Linked DNA regions of Xenopus tropicalis: region 2 is linked to region 1. Evidence: chromatin contacts called from public Hi-C data. All regions are on one chromosome and are shown on one strand. Each heading gives the region's core, a stretch centred on a gene start, on an enhancer-like site or on the middle of the called end of the contact. The rest is flanking DNA. Distances are from core to core; before and after follow the strand shown. Region 1 has its middle 140 kb from the start of efnb1. Region 2 has its middle 41 kb from the start of fam155b.

The links. Hi-C and Micro-C count contacts between places; a contact is called where the count stands out from the background.
Region 2: a contact with region 1 is called in a Hi-C map of neurula embryo, with 3 times the contacts expected there. The contact joins two enhancer-like sites. A contact is called at or near these places in 2 of 5 Hi-C or Micro-C datasets (gastrula embryo and neurula embryo).

What each region holds. Positions count from the first base shown.
Region 1 is chr8:43,234,631-43,241,008 of UCB_Xtro_10.0, reverse strand. No RefSeq gene overlaps it. Among named protein-coding and RNA genes, the nearest start is that of efnb1, 140 kb to the left of the region's middle. Within about 2 kb of position 5,093, at least 1 of the 11 cell types and tissues checked has an H3K27ac peak or open chromatin away from gene starts, as enhancers often do. A contact at or near this core is called in neurula embryo, where this site is marked.
Region 2 is chr8:43,458,179-43,464,581 of UCB_Xtro_10.0, reverse strand. No RefSeq gene overlaps it. Among named protein-coding and RNA genes, the nearest start is that of fam155b, 41 kb to the left of the region's middle. Within about 2 kb of position 4,746, at least 4 of the 11 cell types and tissues checked have an H3K27ac peak or open chromatin away from gene starts, as enhancers often do. A contact at or near this core is called in neurula embryo, where this site is marked.

The DNA.
Region 1 (6,378 bases), core at 3,844-6,343:
CCCCATATATCTGAAAGTAATTTAAGGGAAAATGGGGTTGTCTGATTCTTGTGTTTGCTTTTCAGAGAGCAATTAGTGGAGCTGTCAGAAGAAAAACAAGCGCATTAGTCTATAAGGTTAATGGGGTGGAGGACAAGATCCAACAGGCTCCCTGAATGCTGTGCATCAGTCACAGTCCTGCCAACTCCGAGCCAGCCCAGCCATACAACTGATTACTAAAGGGCCGATAATTTGAGGTTTAATAACTGGAATGTACAGGAAAAGACTGATGAGTTCTGCCTGGGATAGGGGAGTATGGTGGCATTAAATACCCTCTTATGTCCTCATGAACCCCATAGTCTCCAGTGCCTGGGTCCCTCATTCCCAGCATGCAATGGGCATTGCTTTCTCCCTGCACCTGGTTAGTGCTTCATCTGCACTCTGCCCTTTCAATTAACGTATTGTAAACTTCCCCTGCAATATCTTTCTCTGAGATCTCTGTAAGGCTGGCAGTTTAATTGCTGTGACATGACCACAACAAAATAGGTTTTACTAAAGGCTAAGCCCCTCAGTTTAACAAGTGTGACATTTGTAGGGATCTGCCGCAGCCCCTGATTTTCCAGTGACATTGCAAACTGCAATGATAATTTTACCCTCTATTGATCTCCTTGTGTCTGCCCTAAATACACCCAGCCTTGTGTGTGATTTTTATGCATTGTTATATTGGATCAGATAAATGTGAAATTGATATTTGTGTTGCTGGCAGACACTGGTGCATTGAGCCAATAAAGATTCTCTAATATGTGTGATTCCTCTGCTGCGAGCAATGGAGACGCATGTTCCCCTGTGCAGGACATGCTGGCAGATATATACTATAAGTGCGGCTCTTTAATTCTGTCTCTCTCCAGCGAAGGCTTAGCTGTAACTGCAGGTGTCAGGCTGCCAATATAGTAACAAGTTTTATAGTGAGTAATAAAGTCTGTGTTTGTATAGGCACCATGTGCTCCCATTAACATATCCCAGGGAAATCCGCCAGGTTACAGCAGGCCAAGGCCTGAGCCGTAGGGGTGTAGTGTATAGTACTGGCAGTACAACCCTGCCACCAAAGAGACACTTTATTCTATATATTGATGCTGAACACATGATCTGTGTCTCTGGGCTCTAGAGCATACAATCTAATATTTGGTGCCAGAAGCGTAAAAAGATGAAATGGCTTTTCCAAAGCTACAGCTAGTGAAGCAAGTGACTGACTAGTCTGCAACAGAAAGCTAGATATATCTGTGTTAAATGAGCTCTTGGGGCCTTCTTATATGTTTATGAATAAATAAATCTTATTAAGGGATAGGAAACAGTAAAGTATCCTGTCCCCTCAGCAGAACGGATTTAAAGGTACAATCTCAAATCAGCTTTGGCCAACCTAAATACAAAAGCCCTGTGCCATGGGGGGTACCGTATGGGAATTATCAGATAGGGATGTTCGGGGCACTTTAAGGCTAAGGGCACATGAGGCTGTTTGTCCGCCTGCATAAAAATTTAGGAGAATAGAAAAAGCCTATCGAAGCAGATCCGCTCTAAAGGTCCCCATACACGGGCCGATAGAAGCTGCCGATATCGGTCCCTTGGACGGGGAGATTTAGTCCCTGCGATTTTTAAAAAGCGAATTCCAGCAACAAGTCGCTCTTCTTTTCCTAACAAGCGATTACTAGAGATTTCAACAACAGAACAATTCTATTTCCCACAGACCCAGGTGTCATATTCCCCACCCACAATTAGGCTATTAGGCTAAATACCACATTTTAACAAGATTTTTTCAGCAACTATAAGCTGATATGCTAGAAGGTGTGCTTGATTGGCTACATCAATGTTAGGCTATTTAAAAATACTGCCTTTAAAGTGCTCCAAACAACCCCATCTGACATTGCCCTTAGGGTAGTTTTTAGAGTCCAGATTTAATTGTGAAGGCTGTCCCTGCCAACTAGCCCTGGGCAGTTACACTCATGGTTAATTCATATCTCTAGACCATTGGCTGCTGCCCAATCAATGTATCCCTGGTCCCATAGAGCTACTGGATACATAGGAAGACCTAAATGTTGCTGACTATACTCTGATTAGTGTTACATTATTAGGGTATCAGTGCTGGTACAGGTGCAAGGATACCAGGCACTAGGGGTGATATGAATTAAGTGCTAAAGCCGGGATTTCCAAATGCCATTTGCAAAAAAAGCTCTAGGGTATAGTGATTGTGCAGAGTAATGCTGAATAGCACAACATGGAACTATCAATACCAATTATCCATTAAACATAAATTATGTTTGCTTTCAGACACAGCAAAATGCCTCCCTTGCTCCTTGATTAAGATTTTACTCCTTCTTTGCACAGAATGTAACAACCCTCCATTTATGAAACAATTATAAATTAATTCAACAGGTTTACCCATTACATAGAATAGGGGTATCTGCACTAAATATGACACCTATGGACATCAGACTGGGCCACAATGTAGCACATAACACAATCAACTCGCAACCTGTGGAATATTGGAGGTGTTAAGTAGTTTAATCTCTATTCGCTATAACCAAGATCTCTTAAACAGGAGGCGGTCAAATGTGGCTCGTGGAGGCTCAATGTGCCAACCAGATTGTTACGAAAATAATGAGTGACCTAATTGATAAGGTATGTAATAATTAAAGGAATCTGAAAAATCTGGCCAGAATCCAGCCCACAATAGGCACTTTCTAGGCTAATGTAGTAAAGGCTGCTGCTTTATAAGAGTTACATAATAAAACATTGTTCCCCTATTCAGCCCTAGAATTAGAATTCTCAGAACTCAGAATTACGCTATAAAGGGGTTCTTCTGCTGAAGGTTCATTTTATAGCAGTCTTTGGGCCGTTGTACCGAGTAACATTGCTGATGTAGCGACACATCTGTGCCATACAATAGCTTGCACCCTTTTAGACTTTTCATTTATTTAGGTATGGGGATATAATACAGGAAGCTGCCCTCCCAGGGCATTTCTGCTTTCTCTCTTGATTGAAGCTATTTGCTACTAATAGACTTAAAACTGTCACCGAACAAGAAAGGCCATCCATCTTCCCAAGATCCCATCTGTCTGTCTGGCCATTTACTCTTTAAAAAGAAACTCTTGCTACCAATCCACTTTTTGTTATTTCAGAGAGCCTGGGCTAATCAGAACATGCATATAGATTAATGGAGGAATGGGCATGCCAGCTGCCAGGCAAGGCCATTATGGGTACAGGTATGGGACCTATTATCCAGAATGCTCAGGACCTGGGGTTTCCCGAATAAGGGATCTTTCTGTAATTTGGATCTCCATAACTTAAGTCAGCTAAAAATCATTTAAATATTCAATAAACCCAATAGGCTTGTTTTGTCCCCAATAAGGATTGATTGTATCTTAGTTGGAATTAAGTACAAAGTACTGTTTTATTATTTGGGGAAAAAGGAAATCATTTTATAAAATTAAAATTATTTGCTTATAATGGAGTCTATGGGAGATTCCTCCTCATCTAATTTACTTGGCCCCCTCCCTCAGGAATTGATTTTGGCTCGGCCTTTCTGTAATTCAGAACTTTCTGGATAATGGGTTTCCCGATAATGATCCCATACCTGTACTACAGATAAACAATCATGTGCCCTTACATAAAGTTAACCTGGTCTGTCAGGAATAAATACAGATATTATATTATTTTTCAGCTCCCCAAGCTGATTAAAAGTTTAACAGAATATGCATTCAAATTTATTTTACTTTTTTGTAAGTTTGCAGCTTGAAGTACCAGCCCATTGTTCCAGTAGGTACTAACAGAACTTTTGGACCTGAATTCAAAATATTTGCTAACTTATTACAGCCTCTCACTCATCTTGCTGGCAAGGCAGCCTCAATTGTTGGTGTCTTCTCTGTAACAGGGGAGTATCTATAGTACAGGTATCCGTTATCCAGAACCCCGTTATCCAGAAAGCTTTGAATTATGGGAAGGTCATTTGCCATAGACTCTGTTGTAATCAAATAATTCAAAATTTTAAAACACATTTCCTTTTATTTGTAATTCTAAAAAAGTACCTTGTACCAAGCTGCGATATAATGAATCGTTATTGGTGTCCAAACAATCCTATTGGCTGTATTGTTTATTTAATGTTTAATTTTTTGATTAATTTTTTACTTGGAGATCCAAATTAGGGAAAACTTCAAGTCCCATATTCATACATAGGAATGTCAGGATTGACAGGCCACCATACATGTACAAATAATCATATGAAACTTTGTTCCTTATGATATTTTTGGAATGTGTATGACCAGCTTTATGAGTTTGGTCTTTAATTCCATTGGATCAGATAGAAGATTGTGTCTTTTTTCAACCTTAGCTATAATGTAGAAGTAGGGAAAGAGCAACTCAACCCATCCCTGCCTTAGCTGAAATGGCGTAGGCCTGATGGGATTTGCAGTTCCGCAGCATCCTAAGCACTCAAGGCTGCCAATCCCTTTCTTACCATTTTAATATTGCTCACAGCCGATGTTCCTGATGGTAATTTGCTCCAGGATTTGTGGGTCACTGTCTTGCTCTGATTGCTTAAAGCTGGCCATACACGTGGCGATCCGACGATGTTTCGTACGACCATCGGTCGCACGAAACATCGTCAGATCCGCCACACACCATTCAGGGCTGAATCGGCAGGTAAGGAGGTAGAAACAATAGGATTTCTACCTCCTTCTGCCGATTCAGCTCTGAAGGGAGAATTTTGGTCAGGCGCCTTCTATGGCGCCCGATCAAAATTTTCTAACTTGGCCGATCAGCGAGCCGACCGATTTCAGCAGCTTCCTGCGATATCGGTCGGCTCGCTGACATGCCATACACGCACCGATTATCGTACGAAACGAGGTTTCGTACGATAATATCGGTGCGTGTATGGCCACCTTAATGCAGTATACAAGATCTCTCTGTACACCCTGCATGTACAAAGCTGGAGGACTGTTTATTTATCTGAGCTCATTGTGTGGGGATAATGTTGTAGGGATAATGTATCTGCAGACAGTGTATAAATAGACAGAGTAACAATGACTGTCTGTAAGGACACACAGCATTCACACCCTGGCAGGGCATACTCTTCACTACTTTATACTGCAGTTTGTTTGCTTACAAGAAGGTGGGGTGTAAGTGATCAATACACAGGACCCCTGTGTGCAGTGTTTATTTGTAGAATATCTCTGTATGTGAGACCCCTGTGCGGGGAGAGTACTCAGACAGTGTTTAAACAGAGTTGGGATTAACAATGTCCCTTTATATACACAGGATTTATTCAGCTTTAGAGCACTTCATCCATCCTCTGTCATCTCCCACTGGGAGAAAGCACTGTCCAAATAATATGAAAGGTCAACTCTCTCCCTATCTTCTTTGGTGACCGAGGGGGGAAGGTGCAAAGGAAAAGTTCAGTTTTGCTTTGTGTGTGAGTATATGGGGCAGAGATAATCGGGCCACAGAGAACATCAGAAACAAAGGTCAATGCCAGCTTGTGTCATCGGAATCCAGAAGATAAGGAATATGAGACAGAATATGTTACAAGTAAACTGAAGAGGGAGAACCAAGAGAAGTAAACAGAGGAAATCCAAGAGGAAGAGAATTGCTGCCTGGTGCTAAGCGTTACCATCACATACACTGCTCAGTGTCACAGCCACATTGACTCCCGGAAGAATAATTTGTATATTTTACAGTACCACTCAATATAAATTCATTCAACTTTAGGCTCAAACCTAAGGTCCTGTACAACCACCAAAATAAGAGAGAGTGCCCCAAATGGCAGAGATAGGGGTCAGTGCAAATATGGCCATTCATGAGAAGGTTGTTGTTTTGGTGAGGCCAACCTATAAGCAGATGATTTTTTGGTTTATTTACCCAAGTGGTGAGCCACTGATTGTTGGGTGAGGACCAAACGCTGATCAGATTTTCAAGCTTTCCTAGTTGATATCTAAACAATTAAATATTGAGAGGAGGAGACCAATAAAAATCAGGATGAGCCCCAACTTGCCATTTTGACCCCAATTTGCAGGAAATATCAGCCTGTACATAGACAATTTTACTAGTTTAGACATGGGTTGCCAATCTATTGTAACTGGCACTTACTCCTGTTAGCTTTGTGTGCCACTGGCAGAGAGACTGGGATAACTAACCCAATGTAACTTTTAGGCACAAAATTGCAAACCCACTGTAACAACCCATCATACACAGGCAATTACTGACTAATGACTGGCCATGTCTGCCATCAGTGGCCTATTGGTGAAACATAGCAAAAATATAGGCAGGGTCAGACTGGCCCACCAGGATACTGGGAAAAATCCTGATGGGCCCCAGTCCTGCTGAGCCCCATTGACTGGCTGCTGTTGTGTT
Region 2 (6,403 bases), core at 3,497-5,996, 220 kb before region 1:
AGAGTTGCCCCAACCCTACATCTGCTACCCTGAGGGCCCCACAACCATAAGGGCCTAGGGCATTCTACTCTATGGAATGAAAGGCCAGTGTATATAACATGTGTATATAAGTGAATTACACATGGTGCAAGCTGTTCTACATGATCTGTTCTTTGTAGAATGTACTACTGAGCCCCACTGGTGATGCTAGAGATGAGTTTCTTGACGCTACTCTGTAATATACACTCACCATGTACTCTTTGCACATATTTCCAGGTAAGATCCCTAACACTATGTTCATTTGGCACAGCCGACAGCCTATTATTGTGAGTCTCATATGACGCAGATTGGCGCCAGTAACTGTCTATTTAAAGCAATTGCTATAGTATAGAATATAGGGCAATTTTTCTTACCCTGATGTAGTGAGCAAGTTACAATTTCAGATGCAATCACATTTTTTTCCCATAATGCACTGTTTTTGTCCCCAGAATCCATGCGCCAGTCAATGTGCAATGTAGGTGCTGCACAGGATGCAACTGCGCTGCATCTAACTCTTGTAGACTGCATCCGGAGCAACTGCGCCTTTTTCATCGAAATAGATGCAACAGAATGTTTTTTTTTTGCAGTCTGCCTGGCATCAGTTCCAGTTTTTGCTTATGCCAAATCTGGTGTTTGGCGTGCAAGTTTTATATGTGCTCCCTATTTTTAAGCTGGCAAGATAGGTCCAGGGTTTGCATAGCGTTTAGGCATCAACGGACGCAGAAGCCCTCAGTTTGGAACAGAAGGCAGGAAGGCGCTGAGTGCAACTATATGGAAGTGCGCATTTGAGTGGTTTTAAACGTAACTCACTACGGGGGGGAGCACAAATTACACACTTATATTTTGTTCTTTATCAGCATTTATTTCCCCATAAAGTAAAGGTAAATGGGGTTGACTTTTAATCTTTGCTCATTTGCCAGTGCTACCTAGGCTTCACTGCTGGGGCGCTGTTGCAACTGCTGTCTATGGAGAATACAACCCCCATATATAAATGCATTTAATCCCATAAACCTCTCATATGGAGAAAAGTTTCTACACAACTTAGAAATTGTTTTTCATTTCTTCTCCAATAATGACTAATAAATGACCAACTGATGGAATCTCCTGCTTTGCCGATTCCCTGAGATGGGAAAAGGATGAGTGAGTGGGACAGTCAGGATGAGGGATGGAACAGGATGACAGGGTGATAGCAGGACACTAAAAACAGGGGAGAGTGTTTAAATAATTCTGCCAGGCCAAAGGATGATTCCATACCTGACCTTTAACCACATCTGCTGCTTTGTGCTCCTAGGTTTGTGCAGAATGTCTAAACAAAGGGAAGGGCCCAGGCTCCCAATGAATCACTCTCCCTGCTTCTCCTCCTGCTCCTCATCCATCACTTTAATGCAGAGCGTGTGGGGCGGGGGTATCAGGAGAGAGTGATGTTAGGGCTTGTATACACGTCCTGAGAGAGCCGCCACTATCCATTATAACTGCCACAACACTGGAATGTAATAGTCTGTCCTGCCTCTGCCAAACAGCCCTACAAATGGCATTCCCATCTGACAGCGGCAACTCCCAGTCACTTTATTATTATCCCACGCACTTGATACTAACTGGGAAGCACAAAGCATCCTCTTGTATATATACCTGAGATCTGTGCTGTACACAGTTTCCTATTGCCAGTTATGTATTATGTATTTAATAGCAGAGACGGGGGTGGGTACAACGAGTGCAATAAATAAGTGATACAAATATAGATTGTTTACTGAGTGCTAAGATACACAAAAAGGGATTATAAAGTCTATACTAGAATAGGGCAAAATTTCAGGACTGTGTTTGATGACGCATTTTGCGCAGGATAAAAAAGAAAAAACAAGGCCTGCAAAAACTTGCAAATCGCTGTGTGTTCCATAGTCCTTAGGGTGGAAATTTGTTACCCACAAAAGAATCTAGCTATGCTCAAAGTATATATGTGCTCACTGAAAAGCGGAAATGCGTGGAGCGCTTTATCTTTTTTATAGAAGTTTTGTTGAACCTCCTCAAGTTCTGGGCCTAGGGCAGCAGCTTGGCCATTGTAAATGCTTGTTGAGCCCTATAGCCATGTATACTGTTTGTATGACTATTACTGCAGAGTGCATGGATTACATATGAGATGTGATTTGCTTGGAGTATTTGCACTCGAGCTGCACTTTTTATAGCAGAGTATTCATGTTACAGTTGGTAATTTTAATGCCAACTTATGCAAACCCCAAATGAATGTACGATTGTTCTGAATGCTCTTCTGAGCAATTTGTTTTCAAGATATTAAAGGAGTAGGACAGTCTTAATCACTGCGGGGGGGGGGGGGGGGGGCAGGAAGAGGATCACTTCATGGTGCTCCTCCAGAAATACCTCTGTGTCTGTCCGGTGCTTACCATGTGGCACTCCACAGTGGTTGATACTTTCCTTCTGCTTTAGGCTGTTTTTATTAATGAAAGTGAATGAATATGTTGTAACAACAGCGCCACCTGCTGGTCAGTTCTTCCAGCTGTGAGACAGTCGGGAAGAACATGTTTAGAAAGAAAACAAAAAAATATACTGATGTTGGTCTGCTCAGGAAATAGATGAGAAAAGGTAACTGAGGCTTCAAAACTTTTTCCTAAACTGAGAAAAATCAGAAGAGTTCTTTATTTTACTTCTGAACATTTTCCCTGACTGTATCATACAGTCACAGCCAAAAGAACTGGCCAGAAGTGACTCTGTTGTTGCAAAATGTGTTATATTTACAGTTATATATAATCAACAAAAGATCTTGAAAACCAAAAATAAAAAATAATATAAAATGCAAAAGTGCATAGAGTGCCCTGGCAATTGTACACTACACACTTATTGGTTTGGAAGGTATACTTTCCCTTTAATGTTACAGCTTGGCACCATTATATTGATGTGAGCTAGAGATTTCCTCAGTTTCATCAGAGTATATAGTATATGAGGAATTTCGATTTTTTGAATCTTTCTTTTTCTATTAATTTTCAATTAATTTTATTTTCTAGAAGCTGTTTGGTGTTTTGTGATATAACTGAAGGGGGGGGGGCTGTCAAAAGAAAATTAAACCGCAGAATATTCTAAATGTATCCCAAAAGGACATTGCAGAAGACACAAATAAATAAAAAATACATTTTTTACATTTATTTTATACTATTTTGTAAAATGTAAAATAATTTAAGATAAAATACATTTGAAACTGGACTTTGTATTTTTTTTTAATTTCATCTCAGTTATTCCCCTCGCCCCTCCCCTGGTTGTTATGGTCAATGACCCTAGCAACCAAAGAACACAATAATAGTGTAACTATTGTTACCTTTTGTGATGGGCGAAATGTTTCCCCAGGCATGGATTCGCGGCGAATTTCTGTGTTTTGCCATTGGCGGATTGTTTTGCGAAACGGATTAAAAAATGCGGTGCAGAAAAACTTGCCGCACGTCCAAAAATTGTCGCAAGAATGGTCACGCGTCCAAAAATTGCCGCAAGAATAGTCGCACGTCCAAATTGTAGCAAGAATAGTCACAAGAATAGTCGCAGGCGTCAAAAGAATAGTCGCACTTCCAAATTGTTGCAAGAATAGTCATGGCCGGATTTGTTTGCCGGGCGCCCCGAGGCCGCCCCCTCTCCGTCGCGCCCCCCTGCGCATGCGCGAATGGTGAACCCCCCCCTTATCAATCACATACAGAGCAGTGGGGGAGAGGTCCCCATTGCTCCGTATGCGCGGAAAAACTTTAATATTTTGGTGCGGCGGGGCGGCATGCCGCCCCCCAATTTTTGCTGCCCTAGGCCCGGGCCTTTGTGGCCTTTCCACAAATTTGGGCCTGAGAATAGTGGCAGGCGTAAAAAAAAAAAAATTGTCGCACGTCCAAATAGTCGCAAGAATAGTTGCAGGCGCCGCAAGAATAGTCGCAATAGTAGACAATTTTTTTTCCGCACAATATTTTTGCCGTTTCACAAATCTTTTGAAAGATTTGAGAATTTAATGGCAAAGTGAAACGGGACAGATTCGCTCATCACTAGTTAACTTTCTTATAATTTTTTTTCTTTATTTCTGTTTCGAACCAGAGCCATTTGTACTTATGTTCCCATCTATCATTTAACCCATTTGCGCTCAGTCTTAACATACCAAGTAATGAAATTAGATTTCGGTTGTACTAGGCGTTTATGCAAGTCGATTGGGGACAGCGGCATCCCGAGGGCTCACATGTTTCAGATGAGGTGGAGGGATGGTAACAGCTATTCTGCTGGAGGAGATTGCCTAGGAGGCCCCTAAAGCTTTGCATAATTCATACCATCAGCTCCACACCCCAGATGTTGTACATGCAATAAGGGGAGCTGGCTATATTGCCCTACATTCCCAATGAAACAATGCATGGGTATAAATTAACTCATTACTAACAAAAGTCAACTTCTTGTGCTGTTGGCTTTTGACCTGTACTTTTCACCCCAAAAAAGTTAGGGGAAGCTGGAGGACACTGGTACTTAGGCAAACTGAGCACATTTTGTACATACAGTATATTTGCAACTTATATCCTTTAATGTTGGCATGTGGGGGTGATAGGGTTAAAGTAGGAGTTTGGTTACAGGAGGTGAGGTGCAGCTTAGTAGTGAGCGCACACAAAGCTCTATCGGATGGCACTTTATTGCCGCTTGTTCCTAGCCTGGGGCCGGACAATTACTAGGCACATTGTTGTCTGGCAGTTTCCTGCTGAAAGACAGACACTTCTGGTTCTGCTGCTTTTCAGGATCACAGGCTAAAGAATGTGCATTTGTGGGGCTGTGTGTGGACTCGTTCATTGTAATCGTGACCGGCCCCTGGTAACTGGACACTCATCTTTTGATGGGGCTGTTATGGGTCTGCAGATTGTTATGGCTAAGTCAATGCGATAATCGACTTGGCAGGAGTGGGGCGTATTTAACATAAGCGACTGCCTGTGCCAAAGTGAACAGTAATAACTAGCGGTGTTTGGGGCCCTGAAACTAACAGAGCCAAGTACAAGTTGGACATGACTGGGCTCCTATAGACCCATCTGCAAACTTCTTGTTGCAGAGAATGGGTTAATATGTGATGATAATGCCATCTGCAGTTCTACTGGGGCAACTATATAGTCAGCATATAGGCAATTGCACAGGAACAGAATAGCATCTTACCTTTTGGCACAGAGATGACACAGTTCTGTCGTGGGAGGTTTCCATGATAAAGACAGGTTCTCAGAGTAAGTCTTCCTCACAAGTAATATGACACCAAATTCACATTTGCCCTGTACAGGTATGGGATTCCTTATCCGGAAATCTGTTAGTCAGAAAACTCAGAATTATGGACCCATAGACCCAAACTAATCAAATAATTGTAATATTTACATTATTTCCTTTTTCTGTTATAATAAAGCAGTACCTTGTACTTGATTCTAACTAAGATATAATTGTTATCAAAAGTAAAACAATCTTATTGGGTTTAACACCAGGCCCTGAGTATTCTGGATAATAGTTCCTATACCTGTACAATTAAAAGGTCTGTCTGCCCGTTTCCCTGACACAGCTGAATGAAACACAACTCAAAACTAACTTCAGCTGACTCAGATAGCAGAAAGGCACAAGCTTCATGCATGTAGATCTGGCACAGGGCTGGAAATGCTGAAGGAAATGGTTCAAGTATTAGGTAGATGGCAGGAAATAGAAGCTGATATATGCAGATACCCTAGAAATAAAAACCTATAACAGGTAAGTATTATACAAAACTCATGATGGTTAAGTCTGGAGTCAAAGAACCCCACTTTGGCACGTTGTTTGATTCCAACTTGAGCACTATCTGCAATCTTTGTAAGTTTTCTCTATGTCTGTGTGGGTTTCCTCTGGGTACTACAGTGGCCTCCCACCAGGCCCAGACTGGCAATCTGTGGATTCTGGCAAATGCCAGAGGGGCTGCTGTAAGATGCCATAGACACTCACTATTTATTGGACTAGGGGGCAGTTTGGGCCTCTGTGTACTTGAAATGCCAGGGCCTATATTCAGTCTCAGTCCTGACACTCCAAAAACTGTCTCCATATAAAACTCACCCTACTCAGGGTCGGACTGGGCCGCCAGGACACCGGGAAAAATCCCAGTGGGCCCCGGCGGGCCAGACCCGACCCTTGCCAGTGCTCCCCCTCCCAATCGCTCCTCCCCTGACGCGTCAAATTTACGCGCTCGGAGGAGGACTTCGGGAGGGGGGCCCTGCGAGGGGGGTTAGTGGGGAGGGTTAGGGGATGCACCTGGCTGGGGGCACCTGCAGGACCCCTGGGACAGGAGCCCAGGTGGGCCCTTCACCCCCCAGTCCGACCCTGACCCTGCTGTTTGTGCGAATGTGACAGGGACCTTAGATTGTAAGTTCCACTGGGA